Regions from separate parts of the Mus musculus genome. Here region 1 is linked to region 2. Evidence: chromatin contacts called from public Hi-C data. All regions are on one chromosome and are shown on one strand. Each heading gives the region's core, a stretch centred on a gene start, on an enhancer-like site or on the middle of the called end of the contact. The rest is flanking DNA. Distances are from core to core; before and after follow the strand shown. Region 1 has its middle 190 kb from the start of Gm29835. Region 2 overlaps Gm36287 (a long non-coding RNA gene).

Region 1 (5,674 bases), core at 141-2,640, 640 kb before region 2:
TGAAAACATACAGAACAACTGTACACACCTAACCATAGACCAGACACTGTGTAAAGCCTAAGATGATGAAAACACATGCAGAGAAATAAAGACAAGATGAGCAGCAGGAACGTGCAAGCTCCTATAAGAGGAGCTCTGTAAATCTGTGCCTGTATCCCCATGACCTGGTCCAGGCATCTTCTTTTCTAGAATTCTAAACATTACTAAGTGATGCTACAGACCTATTGATTAGACTGCGACTCCTGCATTGCAAGCAGCGCCTATAGACCCATGTGCTCAGCACTTTAATTAACTCAGGAGGATCAGAGATGTTTCTGGAAAGTAGAAGAATTAGCAACGGTGGACATTAAAACAATGAGTAAGAGTTGGGTTATTAATAAAGTCAGTAAAGTACCCGACTTGCAAGCATGAGTGAGGTACTACTGAGTTTGTTTCTCAAAAGCCCTTTTAAAACAAAACAGAGTGGGTGTGGTTTGTGCTTAATCTCAGTGTAGAGAGGTGAAGTCTAGTGGGTCCCTGAGGGTCACTTTTCAGTTGGCTCAGGCTACTTAGGGACCTCTGGCCAGTGAGAATGCCTAAATAAAAATACGGTGGACAGCACCTAAAGAGGAAAACCAAGGCTGTCCCTTAGCCTTGACATGAATATGACACCACACACACACACACACACACACACACACACACACACACACACCCAGTTGCAGGTGGGTGGGGGGATTGTTCCAAACAGTATCCACTGTAGAAGCAGAGGGAGAGTAAAGAAAAACCTTAGGAAGGGCTTCCCTTTGCCTGGTGCCTTGCAGCTGTAAGGAGAGACAACACACATACACCACATACACACACACACACACACACACACACACACACACACACACACACACATACAGGAGTCATCCTTCTGCCTTCCCAAGACTGCTATTTGTCTGCAGGCTGCCGAAGTGGATAGCCACATTTCTGTTAAGCTTCTTATCTCAGGAGGTTTTCATTTCTTTGTCGCCTGCTCACCTGCTTAGTATGTTATAGTCAGAGCCACCTGATCATTTTTTTTTAACAAATAAACCCCACTTTGATTTGAGCTCTGACTCCATCACACATTTGCCCAGTGGGCAAGCCACCTAGCTCTGCTGCAAACCTCTGTCCATGTCCCCGAAGAACGGACCAAATAGCAGATAGTAGTGCTCATGGTTAAGAAGTCAGGCATGGGAGCCCAGGCACGTAGCCGGCACAGAGTAAAGAAATGCTGTGAAGAAATCACTATTGAAACTAACAAATCGTCCTCTCATTTGAATCTTCAGACTCGACCATCTACGTGGTACAGTGATGAGCTCATGGCCTTTCCACTGTTGAAGCTCTTTTAAGACACATCAGCCCGGGACAGTGGTGACTCCTTGTGTTCCGATGGCCCCGTTCCAAGGCAAATGTTTAGGCTTGGCGGAGGGCTTGACAAGTTGCAGTCAGTGAGAGTTCTGTGCTTTAAAGAGAGATAAACATGGAAGCCTTTTTGTTTTGGGGGTTTGTTTTGTATTGTTTTTAATTTGGAGGGGGTGGAAGAGCTATGAGGAGAGGAGCTGCTTTCTCAGCAGGCATATAATAGCCATACAGGTGCACTGCCTCCTGGTGACACAGGGTGAACATTTGACCCACAGAGCCCGGTGAAGCCATCCCTGGGAGAGCCTGGAGCAAGTGCAATGCTGACTGTGTGCAGCCCTGTTTGACTTGGCTGTGGGCCCTGCAAACCTGGCAACGAGTATAGCCCAGAGGAAAACAGCCTTGACATTGACTCTGGTCAGTGCCATGCTCCGGGCCACCTGTGGGTTTCACAACCTTCTTTCTATTGCCCACAGCATCCTGGCCGGTTAATTTGTGTTCCCAGAAAAGAAAGATCCCATTGCTCTCTTGCTCTGGTGCTCAGTATCTGGTCCAGGTCGATGCCTAAAGGCACTCACCTGTGTACACCTCCTAGTACAGGCGCTGGGCCAGCTGTACCCTCAGAAGTCTTTGTTCATTCCGGTTTCTCTCCTGTTTCCAAGCACCAATAAATATGCAAGTTCTATTGCGATGGGGAAGAAACTAACTAACGTTCAGTAAGCACCTGCCTGGAGCCAGGTGCTGTCACACACAGCACCTTGTTTAATCCTCACAGCAGCGCTATAGGCAAAAAGTTAATACCTATATTCACTTGATAAAGAGGGTGAGCTTCCGAAGGCTTAAGCAATCTGGAGGCAGAGTGCATCGGTATGGACCAGATTTGCCTCCAGTCTTCCGAATCTCAGTTTATAGTCTGCATTCACTGAGATGCCTCCTACGATGTTCTGGAAAGAATAGTGCAGGTGGGGTTTGGGGAGCTCTGATATTGTGATTTTCAGATGAATCATTGCTTCACTTAATGGTTATAAAATGAAGGAGTAGACAGGTTGTCTCTCAGAGTGCTTTTGACTTGAATGTATTACATATTACACGCACACATCAACAGTAAATATAACATGCATGGAATTACTGCAGAGATGGGCAGAGCTGTGCTCTTGATGGAGTTCTATCGTGGACTCTGTGGAGGAGGTAACTCTAAAGGTATCCAGGAACCTTCCTATACCAAGAGAAATGGCATAAGCTTCCAGTAATGAGGGCCATTTAATTTATATATTTACAATAGCCCATTGCTCACAGCTCAGCAGTTCCTCCTCTGGTCTTCCTTTGCCCTGGCTAATGGCTCTAGTCTGATGTGTCACAAATACAAGAATCCACACTGAGGCCCCCAAGGGCAGAGCAAGCTTTACAGCCAAGATACATGGCTACACCAAGGGTAGCCATGGGAATGATTGGAGAGGGGACTCTGTGCCGGGAACCACGGTATGTGAACACTTTCACCATCCTCACGGCATACACAGAGAAAGCAGAGGCAGCAGCAGCGCTATAGGCAAAAAGCGAATACCTATAATCACTTGATAAGGAGGGTGAGCTTCCGAAGGCTTAAGCAGAGCTCACCGATACAGACCAGACTTTACAGCTGGGGAAACTGAAGCCCAGGAAGTTCACACACTCAGCTCCTGGTGAGGGGAAGCTTGGAGCTTAAGCCCATTGGTTGCTCTAGCCAGAAGAAGTATGCCTGTGGTCTTTCTCTTGTGTCCTCATGCCCTGATCTCAAAAACAGAAGCTGCAGTGGAAAAAAAAATAACAGAAAGAAACCAAAGGTTACTAAATAGGCATGATGTGCTGGCCACGTGATGTGAGTCATTTGAAGTCATTCTTGTAGCAACACCTTGTTTTTTGTGGTATCTCGAATAAACCATGGCTGAGAAACTAGAACAGGTCTGTTGTGTAGGGAGTAGAGGTTTTGACTCCCTGTGGTCTTTCTGACTACATGTTCTACGTGTTACCTGTCACTGGCTGTTGGAGCAAGTCGGTTTTCCCAGGCTGTTCCTCTCCCCAACCCCCATCTGTAACTGCTTCCCTCTTTGTTTCTGGCGTGAGAATGAATCAGTTGCCAGTACAATCTTCAGGTCCTACTTATGTTGGGGAAAACCTCAACTGAATAATGGAAATGAAGAATGCTAAAACATAACTCTACCAAGTAGAACATTTAGATGTGTGCATTTACTTAATGTCTTCAGATCTATGTTCCCATGGACCAGGGAGGAGTCAAGAATAGCATAGCAATGATTTCAGCCCTCTGGATCCTAGTGCAGCTCGCTGTAGGGAGCCAAATGCCCAGTGTCTTTCCCTGCTGCCCTGTGAATGGATGCTGCAATTACAGGTGACAGAGCCTCTTGGGCCTTGTGAGCTTCTGTGTGGATTCTTGTACTCGTGACATGTCAGCGTATACCAAAGCAGAGGAAGAGCACTCCAGGACCTGCTAAACTACCACTATAATAGGCTATTTAAAAATACGTTGAAGTGCCAGAAAGATGGGTACCATAGGCCTCTAAGAACACATTCAAACAGCCGTCTTGAAATATATTTAATTTATGAAATCTTGCTATTAAAATCCAATTGACTCAACCAGATAGCTATAGTTTTAAGGTAACCACCTTCAGGGGAAGAGTAAGGAGTAGGAGAGAGGAAGCCAGAGGGAGAGGAAGCAGAGACAGGCTGTTGCAAATTAAGGAGGCATTTCTCGGCAGGCATTGCGACCCTCTCCCCAGGTGCAGCAGAAGCACTCCGTGGCTGGTGTTTAAACCTCTTTTTACACATGCTTCTTCCCCCCACCCTCATTCCACGTGATCACGTGTGTCTCCAACCTCTACTTACTTACCAAAATGCATGACAATCTGTTCATAGGAATGCAAGCTAATCCCATTTTAAAGTTAGGCAATTGTCAAATTGTTTCAAGCTGTGAGAGAACAATGTCAGACAATCGTCTAGGCTGTTTGGAACCCCCTGGAATCCCAAATTTGATTCCCAATCATTCACTTTCTTAAATCATCAAGAAAAAAAATTTTTTTTACTGTAAAATAGCAAGTGTTAAAGTTGAAATGGAGACCTCACGTTGCTTGCTGATTTAAGAAAGAGCAAGCTTTTGGAAGTTGTTTGAACACAGGTGCATAGGAACCCAGCGGGTCTCACTCACCTTTTGGCTCCATTCCAAGTCCCATGTCAAGAGGGACTGTATATGCCTTACAAACGAGGAAGCTTCTGGCAACTGTGAACCAGGCCTCTGAGGGGAGCTCCGGGTAGGTCTGAAGGGCCAAGCCAGGCCTGGAGGGCCAAGGCAAGATGTAGTCAGCACAGGTCAGATTAGCAAACATGGCTGTGTAGATGAGAAGAGCAGAACATCAAAAAAGAGGTGTTCAGAGGTTTCTGAGAGGAGGGGAATAAATAGAAATAAATGCAAGCTAGAAGACCTGGAGGACTGCAGGTGTGTGTGTGTGTGTGTGTGTGTGTGTGTGTGTGTGTGTGTGTGTGTGTATGTGTGCTTGTATGTATGTATGTGTGTGTATGTGTGTATAATGTGTGTTTATGTATGAGTGTTTGTGTGTGTTTGTGTGTGTGTGAGAGAGAGACAGACAGACACACACAGAGTGGGGAGGGAGAGAGAGAGAGAGAAAGAGAGAGAGAGAGAGAGAGAGAGAGAGAGAGAGAGAGAGAGAGAGAGAGAGACCAGGTAGAGCCTCTATCTGCAATTATCAAGTTGAAAGGAATGTTCCAGAAAGGCTTCCAACCCACCAGTCAGTGACCAATGAGTGGGTCATCTAGATCCTGATTTGGCTTCTTCATATGTCACATTGATATGAAACCCTTCCACTCAAAGAATCAGAGTTTCAAAGAAGACAGTTGACAGTATTTCTAAAGAACACCCCAGATTTTCCTAGTGCCCATTGCAGGTTAGTGACTTCATTTCAACCTCTTGTTTCACAAATGAAAAGCAAAAGATGGGGAGACCTAGAGACACAGGCTGAAGATGCTCAAGGCCAAGCCTACCCCCTGCTAATCAGCTGCACTCCTGAAGGACAGGGGCCTCCAATCCCCATGAAGCTGTCCCTTCTAGTCTCCTTGTTCCATGGGCAGTCAACTATTCAGCTGGCTGGAGAGGACTCTGTCATTGGCCCCTCTCAGGTTTCACTGTGAAACCTTTTTGTTTAAGAAAAGGGATCTTTTCTCCCTTGGCAGTCTGCCTCCTCTTACACCACAAATAATTCTTTCTTTCTTCCAAACAAAGCTAAGCTTTCCTAATGCCCAC
Region 2 (5,591 bases), core at 990-3,489:
TAAGTACACTGTTGCTGTCTTCAGATGCACCAGAAGAGGGCGTCAGATCTCACTACTATGGGTGGTTGTGAGCCACCATGTGGTTGCTGGGATTTGAACTCAGGACCTCCGGGAGAGCAGTCAGTGCTCTTACTCGCTGAGCCATCTTGCCAGCCCTCTAAAAGGCATTCTCAATACACACACACACACACACACACACACACACACACACACACACACACACACACACACACGAACTAAATTCCACCAGCAGCAGCTCTTTGAATGGTGACAACATTTCAGGATCAGCAGACATCCCTGCCCTCACCCCCACCCCCACTCCTACCTGCTGATGAGGTTAATGTCCCGAGTGGAAACTGTCACAAGGCTACCTGAGGCTTCGTTGTTTCTGTTTAGCTGCCCTTTGACCTAGGAAGATGGATATCTCTGCAGGAAAGATCAAGGTAAAAAATCCTCTTAATAGTCTCCCCTAGAAGCAACACTACCCAGAATTCCCTCTTGATAGGACACTTTTGTATGCAGCTTCAGAGAGAAAAATAACTGTTGTAGAAGACACTCCCTCCCCTACCCCCATCTGGGCCCATGCAAAAGCCATAAAGATGACAGGTGCTGGCCTGAGGTTAAGAGAATTCCAGACAAAAAGCACTTGAGTTAGCATCTGTGGCTGTCCCTGGGTAAACTCCACACAGATCAAAACTCTGTGCCTTGTGGAATTCCAGTCATAGAGATCCGCAGTCAGTGCTCTGTGTCCCATGACCAGGAGTCACCGATCCTTTGCAGACAGTGACAATAAACACATCAAGCAATTTCTCTTCCTTAGGCTACCACCAATCTCAGCCTTGAATGTGTGCTTAAGTAGATTATGTGTGAATAGTTTTACAACTTGGAGGAAGGACACCTCGAGGAAGCCAAGCAAGCAATCTTTCCAACCAGATCCACTTGCATGGTGACCATAAACACACACACCACACACACTCAAATAAACTGAAGGGCATTTGATTGACCTCTACAGGGGGAGGGGGCTGGGAGAAGTTCCAGCACACCACAGGAGCACCTGTTGGGTGGAACGCAGGCCTCCAGCCATGTTAAACTGAAGGTATGACTTAAAAACAAAGCATGCCAGGTGTGGTGCATGCCTTAAATCCCAGCACTCTGGGAGGCAGAGGCAGGTGGATCTCTGTGAATTCAAAGCCAGCCTGGTCTACATAGTGAGCTGCTGAATCACCAGGGTTGAGTGTCCTCTAACACTCTGGATGACATTGGGCAGGGATTCGTGGGAACTCCCCCATCTCTCCTGCATGGATAAGAGAGATATTCGTTAAGTGCAGACTTCGCAGTCGGGAGGCAGAGGGTGAGAGGTGTGGATGTGTTTCCTGTGCCTGTAGAATTGAGTACTGACCACGAAGGTCCAAGTGCAGATAGAAAGTAGGACCGAGGCCCAGAGGTCTTCAGCATGGCGGGCAACTGGGGTTGACAGTGACTTGTTACCTATTTTATAAAGAACCAGAGTAGGAAGTTAGAAGATTCTCAACACAAAGAAGGATAACTGTTAAGGACCTAAGAATGCTGATTTGGTCACTGTAGGTTATATGAATGTTAAATTATCATACCATATCCCATACATGTATATAATGATGAGACGTTGATTCAATATTTTATTACGTTTCTTTAAAAACCTTTTAAAAAGAGATAATCATGTGGATCTCAGAAATAGTAAAATATAACACAACAGGGAAATCTCTCCAGCAGCTAGGCCTGGCCAATCCAACCCAGCCCAATCAATGAATGTTCCAGCCAGGTATATAATACAGTAGGGATCCTGCACAGAGTACTCTGGGGACTACCGAGGCCTCACTAGTTCCCAACTGCCCATGTGACTCTTACAGTTTCTAGCAAAGAACATAGACTAAGACTCTGAAATGGTCAGTTCCCTGAACAAATACATGGTGATGGGCTGGAAGACATTCTTCAAGAAGTAAAACTGAGCAAGCCCCCGGGTGGGGGGAGCTAGAGAAGAGAGCTTGAGTCCTGCTGAGCCTGAGTGCCTGCTTCTCATTGCCCTGGAGAAGGAAGCCTCAGCCAATTGGCACTATACAATGACAGTTTAGCCAGGCTCTTCTGTTACAGAGATTGACTCAGAAAGACAGAGGATGGAGCCCAGGGCAACCCCCAAGCCTCTCCCCTCACTGCTCATAACATGAGGGTGTAATGACTGTCCTCTGGCTTGTTTTGGTTTTGGTTTTGGTTTAGAGCTGGCCGGTTGTGTAACCCCAGGGACCCTGAGACTTTGTGCTAGCCAAAGCCATGCTCTCACCATGCCAGCTTTCCTTTGCTGGCCACAGGAGGAGTTTTTAGGTCCTTACTGATGCTCCTATCTCCTGGGTAGTTTATTTTGGCTCTGATCATTAACCGTACCTGAACATAAAATTACCCAGAACAGAAAACGCCTTTGTGCCTCTCCAGACATCATCCTTCCTCCTGGAGTGCTGGAACTGTAGCCTCAGGAGGAAATACTGGAATAGCAGGGCTCTGCTCACTCCTTGGGCTTCCCGATGAGGCAGGGTTCTGCTACATTCTAGCTGAGGCACAGAGCTGGGCCAGTCAGTGGGGATTATAAAGCTTTCTGGAAAATATAGAGACATATCAGCACTTAATCTGGCATCAGCCCACCAGGTTTGTCATCCAAACTAGTCTGGAAACTGAGGTATGGAGATCCCAAGTTCAGTACCAAGCTGGGCTCCAAGCCAGCCTGGGCAACTTGATGAGACCCTGTCTGAAAAGACAGTGAAAAGGAAAACCGGTGACGCTCTGGATGAGCATACTGGCTCCAGATTTAATTCCTAGCCCCTGATCTCTAAATACTTCTGAATGCTCACCATGAATTGGTGGTCTTGATTTCTCCAAAGCCCCCTATTACCTGTGAGCCCAAATAAACTCTTCATATTGTCAAGTATCCCACAGGAAGGAGATAAGTAACAGCTCGAACAGGCTTCCTTCTGGTCACATGAGGCGATGAGAAAGATCTATGTCCTCAGATTATCTGAGCTGACTCCAAGGGAAGGATGCAGAGAGAAGGGACTGTCCTCAGACTCTCCAAGGGGGCTGTCACTTTTCTATGTGCACACTGGCTTCCGTGGGACAACAGCTCCAAAGTTGAACTCTCAAGTCCTACTCAGAAAAGGCCAGCAGTCCCCTGGAAATGGGCTTCCTTCCAGAGTGAGGAGTGGGTGGCTCCTCTCACCTGTGAACTCCTGTCAATCAAGGGGCTCAAACACAGCAGCGTGCAGAGTTGAAATGCCAGCATCCAGGGAATCCTGGAGCCTCCCCCAAGAAATCAAAAGCCCTAACAAAGTTCTGCTTTCTGCAAACTGGAACCTTCCTCATTCTGGTGGAAGCCTGCCTCAGACCTTCAGGCTGAGATGCAGAAGCAACCCCTCAGCTTAATCTTGTGGGCTACTTGCTCCTGGAACACACCAGGGCTACAGAGTCTACAAAGCCGAACCTCCAGCCCCGCCATCTTAGCGCCAACAGTGACTGGACTCGTGGATGTTTCTCAGGACAGAGACCTGGCCTTCCTCATATTTATACAATCGAGTTGGTCGACTGCAAAGAGGCTTTTCTGAGGTGTGTTGGAGAGGGTGTACCTCCCCAGTTAGCCACTTTGCAGACATATGGCCCACTATGCCACCAGTTACAAAGTGATTACTGGAGCAGCCCAAACAGATTTTTGTTTTGTTTTGTTTTGTTTTGGGGTTTTTTTTTTTGTTGTTGTTGTTGGGTTTTTTTGTCAAAGTGAAGGTGTGATTCTCTCAGATTCTGTGAGAACACCACACACACACACACACACACACACACACACACACATATTTTTACCAAGCCAATCTGTTTCCTGGCAGCTGGTGGCTGCAGGGCCTGGAAGCCAGCTTAGATGACTGGAGAGTCACACAGGTGAACCTGCTGAGCTCTGGAGGGAGGTGGAGCCCATGAGGTACAGCTCCAAAGCCCCCTGTGCACTGGGGACTGTGAGTAGCCCGTCCCATCTCCCTGCCTAGTCTCTCACGTATAACAGGAAGGACTATCACAAAAGCTCCTTGCACGGGGCTGGGCTCATCTAAATTGAACCGACTCACGGTTGCTGGTTTAGTAAGAATCCCTTTGAAATTAAAGTTACAGCGTGCTAGAACTACCAGTAAAGATGAACCAAACTCCTCTACTTCCCAAGTCCACCTAGGGCAAAAAGCATGTTCCCGTTTTGCAATGTAGTTCTATGGCATCTAACAAGGCAGCGCTGTGGGGACTTGATTTACAGATTTTTACTGAAACTGCGGTTTCTGGATCACAGTCCAAGTTCCTGCGTGGAGGCTGGTGTGTACACAGAGCATCTATGCCATCACAGAGAATCCAGGTCAAGGCACTGGCCCCCTGCTGTGAGCAAGTGAATTTCTGAGCCTCCACCAGGCGGAAGACAGAGTACCTGCCCTGAGTACCTCAAACCGGAGTTGTAGTACACCAGCTTCAGACATATTCTCCTCTCCTCCCCTCCCCTCTCCCCTCTCCTCCCCTCTCCCCTCTCCCCTCTCCCCTCCTCTCCCCTCTCCTCCCCTCTCCCCTCTCCTCCCCTCTCCTCCCCTCTCCCCTCTCCTCCCCTCTCCCCTCTCCTCCCCTCTCCCCTCTCCTCCCCTCTCCTCCCCTCTCCCCTCTCCTCCCCTCTCCCCTCTCCTCCCCTCTCCTCCCCTCTCCCCTCTCCTCCCCTCTCCCCTCTCCCCTCTCCCCTCTCCCCTCTCCCCTCTCCCCTCTCTCTCTCTCTTTCCCTCTCTCTCTCTCTTTTCTTCGTCATCCCCCAGAGGCTAAGCAACAGAAAAGAGAACCCTGATGTTCCACCTAGGGAGAACATACCACTTTTATTTCCTGAAGACATGGTTCTCTGGCTGTTTACAGTGGGAAAGGATACAGGGACTAGGACAGAGGGCACAGTTGGAAACTCCTAGAGTCAAAGCAGGCTGAGCAACCATCTCACCTGGAAGCTACCGATCCCTGATGGGCAAGCCATGCAACTTCCCCTGAGCCTCAGTTTTTCTGTGAGGAGAGTAGGGGAGTCAACTCTACAGATAAACTGGGCACAAGATAGTGGTAGAGACACTCGTGACCTCCACCTGGCAGGGTAGCCTTCATCATCACATCTGTTGGCAAATCAGTTCTCAGAACACCAAAATTTGACGGAAATCCTTCCCGCCCATGGAGCTGATTCTAGGTGTTTTGGCAGAGTCACTGTGTTTCCAACAATCACACTTATTTTTTTTTTCTTCCTTAGAAGAGGTAGGAGAAGAACTGTCTCTGTCCCCAAGAGCCAGACTTAGGGCTCTCATTTCCTCATTTTTCCACTAAACACTTTTGAGGACCTACATTCTGGATGGAGAGACAGACCATCAATGACAGGCTTGGTACATAAATAAGTTACGCAGTAGGTTAAAGATCACAGGGAGAAGAGGCATGGGGGAAGTCAAACGGGTGGAGAGGGCGGACGTGGAGGGCGGAGGTGGGTTGAACATTAAATGAATTGTCAATAAGGACCTCACTGAGGGATGAGAGCT

The links. A called contact is a pair of places that touch in the nucleus more often than the background predicts.
Region 1: a contact with region 2 is called in a Hi-C map of liver, with 5 times the contacts expected there. The contact joins two enhancer-like sites. A contact is called at or near these places in 2 of 484 Hi-C or Micro-C datasets (both in liver) and 3 of 115 datasets of contacts at active chromatin or transcription factors (embryonic stem cells, memory CD8 T cells and pancreatic cancer cells).

Annotation. Positions count from the first base shown.
Region 1 is chr12:25,782,112-25,787,785 of GRCm38.p6, reverse strand. No RefSeq gene overlaps it. Among named protein-coding and RNA genes, the nearest start is that of Gm29835, 190 kb to the left of the region's middle. Within about 2 kb of position 1,390, at least 20 of the 459 cell types and tissues checked have an H3K27ac peak or open chromatin away from gene starts, as enhancers often do. A contact at or near this core is called in liver, where this site is marked.
Region 2 is chr12:25,140,284-25,145,874 of GRCm38.p6, reverse strand. It overlaps Gm36287 (a long non-coding RNA gene), which reads right to left. Exons shown (of 9, transcript XR_003950180.1): 2 at 5,018-5,591; 3 at 2,416-2,623; 4 at 326-1,488. Among named protein-coding and RNA genes, the nearest start is that of Gm36287, 3.5 kb to the right of the region's middle. Within about 2 kb of position 2,239, at least 54 of the 459 cell types and tissues checked have an H3K27ac peak or open chromatin away from gene starts, as enhancers often do. A contact at or near this core is called in liver, where this site is marked.